2 separate regions of the Mus musculus genome follow, and region 1 is linked to region 2. Evidence: chromatin contacts called from public Hi-C data. All regions are on one chromosome and are shown on one strand. Each heading gives the region's core, a stretch centred on a gene start, on an enhancer-like site or on the middle of the called end of the contact. The rest is flanking DNA. Distances are from core to core; before and after follow the strand shown. Region 1 holds the start of Lamc1 (laminin, gamma 1). Region 2 overlaps Lamc2 (laminin, gamma 2).

The links. Hi-C and Micro-C count contacts between places; a contact is called where the count stands out from the background.
Region 1: a contact with region 2 is called in a Hi-C map of double positive thymocytes, with 2.9 times the contacts expected there. The contact joins the promoter of Lamc1 here to the enhancer-like site in region 2. A contact is called at or near these places in 9 of 39 promoter capture datasets (the C10 cell line, the HPC-7 cell line, HPC-7-derived erythroid cells and 5 more), 9 of 484 Hi-C or Micro-C datasets (CD8 T cells, the HL-1 cell line, the N1E-115 cell line and 5 more), 15 of 115 datasets of contacts at active chromatin or transcription factors (the 230-238 cell line, the NIH/3T3 cell line, acute myeloid leukemia and 10 more) and 3 of 9 other capture datasets (adipose tissue, embryonic stem cells and liver).

What each region holds. Positions count from the first base shown.
Region 1 is chr1:153,330,255-153,334,818 of GRCm38.p6, reverse strand. Lamc1 (laminin, gamma 1) reads left to right here and starts at 2,033. Exons shown (of 28, transcript NM_010683.2): 1 at 2,033-2,691. The coding sequence starts at 2,280.
Region 2 is chr1:153,139,816-153,144,272 of GRCm38.p6, reverse strand. Lamc2 (laminin, gamma 2) reads left to right here. Exons shown (of 24, transcript NM_008485.3): 11 at 365-547; 12 at 2,502-2,747; 13 at 4,402-4,457. Among named protein-coding and RNA genes, the nearest start is that of Lamc2, 44 kb to the left of the region's middle. Within about 2 kb of position 3,197, at least 69 of the 459 cell types and tissues checked have an H3K27ac peak or open chromatin away from gene starts, as enhancers often do. A contact at or near this core is called in CD8 T cells, the HPC-7 cell line, the N1E-115 cell line and 4 more, where this site is marked.

The DNA.
Region 1 (4,564 bases), core at 784-3,283, 190 kb before region 2:
CACTGTGACCCTTTAACATAGTTCTTCACACTGTGGAGACCCCCAACAATGAAATCATCTTCAATGCTATTTCATAACTGTAATTTTCTAGTTATGGGCAGTATGTAAATATCTCTGTTTTCCAATGGTCTTTACATAATGCCTGTGAAAGGGTCATTAGACCCCTGCTAAGGGTCATGACTGGCAGGTTGAGAACCATTGATTTAAAATATTATAGCTCCCATGTTTCTTTCTCCAAAGGGTTACAAGGAGTAAAGAGTTAGAGACCCTTAGCATACCTAATCTCCATCATCTCATCCAATAAGTCAGGTGGATGCATTCCCGAGTAATTCCAGTATTAAAAGCTCTCTGAACAGTATCCTTTACCCATCATAAATAGTCCATTATGCTTGGGCCCTCTTAATTAGGGCTTGTGGCTCTAACACTGACCCTAACGATCATTACCTAGTTATTGTTATATTTCATCATTTCATATGCCCACTACCCCATCTTAAAACTCACATTTATTTATTTATGTGTCATATCATCACACACACACACACACACACACACACACACACACACACACACACACACACACACACGCACACGCGCGCGCGCCCACAAGTCTCATGGTGCAGGTGTGGAAATCAGAATGTGGTTCCTGGAGATTGAACTCAGGTCACCAAGCTTGGTGGCAGGTGCTTTTACCCACTGGGCCATCTTGTAGCTATCAGTATCATTATCTTAAAAAGACTACTGATCCGGAGCTTACACTTTGCTGGTCTGCTTTGCATCTTGGGTTGGGATTAGCACAGTGTGCTGCCAAGCCCGGCTCTCAGCTGGTTCATTTTTACAGCACCCTCCCTTCCCCTGTCTGCTGGTCCTATCAGCACTGCAGGTAGTTCTGATCTGAGACTAAAACGCATGATCTTTTGGCTCGGGCTCTGGGAACTGAGTCATTCTGGCACTGACAATATTCTGTGACTCAGCAGGTCCGAAGAGGAGGATGTCAGAATCCAGATAATTTCGAGTCTTTTAAAGGCAAGCTAGGACACACAAACAACAGAGTGGAAGAATTTCAAAGCAGGTCTGCGTATCCAGGGGAAAATGTCATTCCATTCCCAGCCTTCTCACTTCCTTCCTTGCCCGGTTAAATGACAGTCACATTTTAATTTAGAGCAAGGAAATCACAAAATTGACTCTGAAGCTGAGATCGAGCCCTGTGTTCCACAGGGATCCAGTCCCTTGGACACCTCGGGATCTCTCCCCTCAGCGTGGGCAGGGCTTGCCCCGGGATACAGGAGGCAATGCCCGGGACGGCTGGGGAGGGCGAGGTCACGCAGGCCACCGCACCGTTGCGCTGTGTTCAGGCTCCAGAGTCAGGTAGTGGCTGAGCTATACCGTAAGGACTGACATCTGGTTGGGCCAGGGTCCAAGTCCTCATGAAGTCAAAAACACAGATTCCGGGCCACCTCACCCACCTGCGTCTCCCTTTAAGAACCTCCTCTTAGCCTCATACCCTCCAGGGCAAGATCCTCTAAGGTACAAGACCTGGATGAGGGTTCCCAACCCACCGAAGCCCCTACCCTCCCAGCATGCACTGCCCAGCACCCCACACCCCACGCCCCGCCCTCCTTCCCTCACTCACGCTCCCTCTCCGCCCACCTTGGGCCCCTCCCTCTTACCCCCTCGCCCAGCCCACCTCTAGTCACGCCCATCCAGAAGTCCTCCCACTTGACCCCTTGCCTCTTCCATCTCGCGCCCCCCTCCCTTTTGCTGCCGGTCCCGCCCTCCTCGCACCCCACCCTCCTACTCCACCGCCCCGCCCACCTCGCGCCCGGTCCTCTGGCTCCCGCCCCTCCCATCTCGCTTCTCTGGCCCACCGCCCTCCAGGCCGCCCCCGCCGCCGCCGGGAGTCGCTGGGGAGGACGCGTAGGGCGGGGAGCAGCTCCTGGCCCGCGTGAGCTGCCGAGGAGGCCGGCCTTGGGTTTTCTCCACCGCCAGATCCCACCCCGCCGGGCAGACCCCACCCCCTTCTCCTTCCTCCTGGGGCGCGCTCTCGAGTGCGCGCTCGGAAGTCGGGGGTCGGCGCACAGTGCAGGCTGCGCACCGGGAGGTAGCGGAGGCAGCGCGATCTTGGCTCGGACGCCCACCCATCGGCTCTGCGTCCGGCTCTCGGCCTCCAGCCCGGTCCACAGCCCGGCCTCGGCCCGCAGCGGAGGATCGGCCTCGGGATACGCCGCTAGGCGAGTGCAGCGCGGCACCCCAGCCTTTGCCGAGGGCCCGCGCGCAGCGGGATGACGGGCGGCGGGCGGGCCGCGCTGGCCCTGCAGCCCCGGGGGCGGCTGTGGCCGCTGTTGGCTGTGCTGGCGGCTGTGGCGGGCTGTGTCCGGGCGGCCATGGACGAGTGCGCGGATGAGGGCGGGCGGCCGCAGCGCTGCATGCCGGAGTTTGTTAATGCCGCCTTCAATGTGACCGTGGTGGCTACCAACACGTGTGGGACTCCGCCCGAGGAGTACTGCGTGCAGACTGGGGTGACCGGAGTCACTAAGTCCTGTCACCTGTGCGACGCCGGCCAGCAGCACCTGCAACACGGGGCAGCCTTCCTGACCGACTACAACAACCAGGCCGACACCACCTGGTGGCAAAGCCAGACTATGCTGGCCGGGGTGCAGTACCCCAACTCCATCAACCTCACGCTGCACCTGGGTAAGCGATGACAGCCCCGTCCCCACTACTCGCTCACGGTCCAGCTCCGGGGCCGCATCCATGGAGCCGCTGGTCCGGCCTGAGGGGCCTGTCCAGCCGCGTGCTGACGGTCTGTTCTCCAGCGTGGGCCACACACAGAAATTCCTTTCTCCAACTTCTAAAATTCATCTCGCTTTGAACATCCGGTGAGGGCCACCATGTCCCACGCTAGCATCTCTCTCTTTTTTTCTTACTCTTTCTAGTCCAACCGGATTCTCGTTCCGTTGATTCTTTTCTATTTCAGCAGTTAGGATTTTGGACCAACACCCCCCCACCCCCTTTTGCACCCTGAGGCGCTAATGAAACACTCATCCTGGCAGGACAGGACTATCACATAGCATGCTTACATTAGAGTCTTGAAGGTCCACTTTCAAACACTTGTCTTTAAAATGTTTGTCTGTCTCCAGGGTTGAGAATGATTGCTCTTAGTTTTGATAGGGGAATTTGAGGGGAGCAAATGCCTTTGCCGCCGGTATTTCTATGTGTAATTAAAGTGGAAGTTCACTTTTAAAGTTACTGTTCTTCAGAGCTGTTCAGCCTTAATTAGGAGCTGTTTCACTGCTAATCCTAGTTGGGAGAAAACAGAAAGGTAATGAAGACACTCTCTGTAATTGAGGGCAGTTTTGTTCCGGTGTAAAAAGCTCCAAGGCTCTCCTGGATAGTCTTCCCTTTTGCTTTGATCCGAAGCAAGTGTGGAGACAAGCATGCTTTAGAATCCAGGAGAGGGCTGAAGTAGGAGACTTCATGGCAGAGCCGTGGATGAGCAAGGCTGTGATTATCTGAACGGATCAAAGTTCCTGCTTCACCTGGAGATGTTTTCTTTACTTTTGAGACAGACAAGAGAGCAGAAAAATTTTCATTGCTGTGTTCAGTTGTGCAACATTAAGTGTGAAAAACTGATTGTTGCCCTGGGATATTTGAGAGGGATATTTTGTAGGCAGATAGTCCCCTGATCGTGGTTTCAGGGTTTTCTTTCCACTGCTCTTCATTATATTATATTATATTATATTATATTATATTATATTATATTATATTATATTATCAGGGAATTTTCTTCAGAGAAAGACTATGACTTAGAGAAAGTGCCTTGAAAGTGTAAATGACTGTGTGTGGAGGAAGTTTTAGGAGAGCAGTGTTACTGCCTCTGTAGTAGATGCTGCCTTTTTCTTTGTAGACGAGTCACCAGGCAGATGGAACTTTTTGAAAACAAGCTCATAAATGAAAATGTGAGGCATCCGATTTTCAGTAATTAAGAGTGAGTTCGGTTTTGAAAAGGACTGGAACGACATAGAAGTGTAAAAGTGATGCTTTGGAGAGATGCCTTTCTCCAGACGGCACTCCGCTTCCCAAGATCTCTGGGAGTCCTTTGAAGTAGCTTCAGAGTTTTTAAGTTCTATAACTTATGTCCAGTTATTTTTAACTTTTTTTTTATGTTTTACTTTTTTTTTGTACTCAATTCTGAATCCCCTTGAAGTCTTGCTTAATCCGTTTTCAGATTTAAAAAAAAAGAAACAAAATTCAGAGGCAAGGCCTTGACGTCTCCCAAGTGCCTGAGATGCCGTTGAAAAGTTCTGAACAATAGGCTGTCAATCTCTGCTTTCCTCCTTCTTTAGGCTAAGGAGCTGAGGTTTATTTCAGGTGATTGCAGAGGGAGAAACTAATCTCTGGCGAAGTCTCTGTTGCAGAGACATGCGCTAGGGTAAGAGGGCAGCCAGGTTGCTACTGTTGGGGGCCAGCTATATTAATTAGCTTTGGGCCATGTTAATGACGAGGCCAAAGAACTCTTCCATCTCATTAGGACGGCAACATGATATTTTCTATACGCTTGGACTTG
Region 2 (4,457 bases), core at 1,948-4,447:
TGTCATGCTCCGTACAAGGTGGGGGGATTGGTGTTGGGTTGCAGGAATTGTGTGGGGAGATCAAAGGCAATGCAGGCTCTAAATGAAGGTGGTGACCAAACGGTGTGACCATGAAGGATAGGGGAACAGTGCTATTCTACGGCCAGTGAGGATGTGTGTGTCTAACTGAATGTGACGCGTAAGGCTGAGATCCAAGGTGGTGGCCGTGTTTCTGTCTGGTTCAAGGGTGAGGATGAATGTCTGTCAGCGTTCAGATGCTGAGGGAGGCTCTGGGAAGGCTGGGGCCTCTGTAGACTGATCCCCACATTCCATCTACACTGACAGAACTATGTATCAGCAGTCATTTCTTTCTTCTACACTCCAGGAGATTGCTACTCGGGGGACGAGAATCCTGACATTGAGTGTGCTGACTGTCCCATCGGTTTCTACAATGACCCACATGACCCCCGCAGCTGCAAGCCATGTCCCTGTCACAATGGGTTCAGCTGTTCAGTGATGCCTGAGACAGAGGAGGTGGTGTGTAACAACTGTCCCCCTGGGGTCACAGGTAGGGCCAACACCCTGCTCTTCCCTTAGCTTCTTGTCCTGATGCTGTGCACATGTGCAAATAGCTCCCATTCAGGAGAATTTCTGGGGAGTTATAGTTGCTTCAGGTTAATATAAATGTGCACATTCTAGAGATAGGTGTATGTGGTGTCTGAGCTATGACTGGGGTTGACCAGGGGCTGGTGCGGTTATGGAGGAAAAAGCATAGTGCTGGCTTGTTGACAGTCGTGTGCATTTCTTTAGGGAATGAAAGCTTCAGACCAAGTACATGGTCAAAGTTCCCCCTGTCCCTCCAGGAGCTGCTGTAGCCCACGCTGGCCTTGAACTTAGTATGTGAGAATGACCTTAAATGCCTTTTGAAGAAAAATATTTATTTGTTTTTAATTATGTGTATGGGGGTGGTCTGTGCACATGTGTGCAGGTGCCCACGAGGTTAACAGAGGTCATAGGATGCCCTGAAGCTAGTCATAAGTAGTTGTGACAATCTCATGTGGATGCTAGGAACCAAAGTTAGGTCCTCTATGAGAGCCGAAAGTGCTGTTAACCACTGAGCCACTCTCCAGCCCTGACTTTGAGCTCTTGATCTCTTGCCTCTACCTCCCAAATGCTGGGAGTATAGGTGCTTGCCACTGTATCTGCTTTTGGGCAATCCTGGGAGATCAAACCCAGAGTTTTGTGCATGCTGGGCCAGTAATCTACCCTCAGAGAACATTCCTAGATCTAGTTATGTTCAAGTAACCTAGGGTAAGAAGGAAAACAGGACCATCTAGTGATTGCCATATGCAGGGATCCATCCCATAATCAGCTTCCAAACACTGACACCATTGTACACACTAGCAAAATTTTGCTGAAAGGACCCAGATATAGCTCTCTCTTGTGAGACTATGCCGGCTATTGGATGGGTCACACGGCCTCCAATGCAGGAGCTAGATATATTACCCAAGGAGCTAAAGGGAACTGCAACCCTATAGGTGGAACAACATTATGAACTAACCAGTACCCCGGAGCTCTTGTCTCTAGCTGCATATGCATCAAAAGATGGCCTAGTCGGCCATCACTGCAAAGAGAGGCCCATTGGACTTGCCAACTTTAGATGCCCCAGTACAGGGGAATGCCAGGGCCAAAAAGGGGGAGTGGGTGGGTAGGGGATTGGGGGGGGTGGATATGGGGGACCTTTGGGATAGCATTGAAAATGTAAATGAGGAAAATACCTAATAAAAAAAATTAAAAAAAAAAGAAGGAAAACAGTTATGTCTTCAATCTAAAAAAACTAAGCACTCTGCAGCAGCCTTGGTGTCATTGAAATGCCACTACCTCTGTATTTCTGCCGGCTTCTACCCACAAGCTAATTAAGCCTCTTTGTGGCACTTAATGAAGTCAACCTGTGGTGACCATGACCATAAAGTGGCAGTCTCTACCCCTGCCATGTTCATCTGTTCCTTAGGGTACTGTCCCAGGAGCCTGGGATTGATGCAAGTTTTAGTTAGGGTTTCATTGCTGTGAAGAGACACCATGACCACAGCAACTCTTATAAAGGAAAACATTTAATTGGAGCTGGCTTACAGTTTCAGAGGTTTAGTCCATTATCATCAAGACAGAAAGCACGGCAGCATCCAGGCAGACATGGTGCTGGAGAGGTAGCTGAGAGTCCTACATCTGGATCTGTAGGCTGCAGGAAGAGACAGTGACACATTGAGCTTGGTTTGAGCATCTGAAACCTCAAAGCCCACCCACAGTGACACACTTCCTCCAACAAAGCCACACCCACTCCAACAAGGCCACACCTCCTAATATCACCACTCCCCATGAGCCTATGGGTTATTTTCATTCAAACTTCCACTGTGCATCTATCTGCCTGCTTCTTCTACCAAGTGCCTTAGGCCTCTTTCTGGTCCTGCTGCCCGTGGGGAACGATCTGGTGTGGGCTGACCCCATGTTCCTTTCTTCCTTCCCAGGTGCCCGCTGTGAGCTCTGTGCTGATGGCTTCTTTGGGGATCCCTTTGGGGAACGTGGCCCAGTGAGGCCTTGTCAACGCTGCCAATGCAACAACAACGTGGACCCCAATGCCTCTGGGAACTGTGACCAGTTGACAGGCAGATGCTTGAAATGTATCTACAACACGGCCGGTGTCTACTGTGACCAGTGCAAAGCAGGTTACTTTGGAGACCCATTGGCTCCCAACCCAGCAGACAAGTGTCGAGGTAGTACTATACCCTTAGACAAATTATGCACCCCTATCTTTTCATCTCTGTATATGTATGTGTGTGCATGCGTGTGTGTGTGTGTACACATGCACATATGTAAGGACATATGAGCTTGCTTTAATCTATACATGGAAGCAAAGGCAAGGACGGCTAATATCACGAGGCAACTAGTTCCATGACCAGACCGGCTCCTGAACAATCTGCACTATTCATTCGCATGTCACATAAGACCAGCCTCCCCTGCACCAGCTTCTGAAAGCAGCATTAGAAACTCTCAAATGGTTAAACCTGGGTGGGAAAAGTAAAAAAAAAAAAAAAAAAAAAAAAAGTCAGGTTTACATTCCTGAGTGAAAGAGCAGATAAGTGGGGGCACATCCTGCCCAACCCCAAGGCAGGTAGGCAGAAAGGAAGCTGCCAGACCTGTCACCAGAGAGCAATAAATGACTCACCACTGAGCCGGAACAAACCCAGGAGGGGAGGAGTCTGGTTGTAAAGCCGTTGAAGAGACCCTCTCAGGATGTCAGTGTGATTACGAAGGTAACCACAGAAGGTTCTCCCGAGGAGATTCGGCTTCAAAGAGGCTTTCGTAGGGGGGCTGCTAAGGGCTCAGATCAGAGCCCAAGTGTGCAGGTGTGTCCCCTCAGCTCAGCCTGAGAGTGCAGGGCTACCGTCAGCCCCTAAACAGGGACACACTGAGGCCCCAGATGACTCTGGTGTGTGGCTGCTATCAGGTCCTGACACCAGAATGTCTACCTAGAGATGCTTCGAGGTCCCCTGTGACCAGGTGGGGTGGTTCATGCCTGCAATCCCAGCACTCCTGAGGCTAAGGCAGGATAATCCTGAGTTAGAGGCTAGCCTGAGCAACTGAGCGAAACCTTTTTTTTTTTATTAAAGTAAACAAACACATAGTACATAAATGAAAACTCTTTCGTTGTTTAGATTTCATTAAAATTAGACAAGGTCCTTTACTCTGCTATGAGCAGCTGCCGTTGCCTGCAGTTGGCGCCTCAGGACTAAAGTAGCGGTGCTGACTAAGTCTTAGCTCCTGCGGAGTTCATACACTAAAAAGGAGAGGCGTGGGAACTATGTGCAGGTAACGGCAGAGTACTCAGCTCCGAGAGCAGCGTGGCATCTCTCCCACTGGTACATCCTTGTCTCCGGAACAGAACCTGGCACACAGGAGGGCCACTGCCTCCTCTCCTTACCTTCCCTGCAGTGGGAAGAAAGGAACCCTGGCTCTTCTGAGTTCTCATGGCAGCTTCCTTTCATTTGGTCTAGGATCTGAGCAAACCCTCTGAGCTTACATTCCTCAGCTAGAAAACAGAAGACGCTGTTTACAGCTGGCTTAAAATAGGCCGAAAAAAAAAATGCACCTTATAAGCAAAATCAGGGTGCCAGCAAAGTACCCAGTAGGCTTTTGGCATGATGAGAGGAGAAAGATGATAAGTTTCCTGGCACCTCTGCATTCGAGCGCACACACATGGATCACGCTTGTGAGGTTCCCTGAGCTGGCTTCAATAAGAATGTGCTCAAGGCTACAGCCAAGGGATGATGGATCTGACACAGCCTCAGGGTTCTCTTCCCTAGCTGTACCTCCCATTCTGGGTCAAGTTGGGTGGGAATACACCATTTATCTGCCTCTTATCTCTAGCTTGCAACTGCAGCCCCATGGGCTCGGAGCCTGGAGAGTGTCGAGGTGATGGCAGC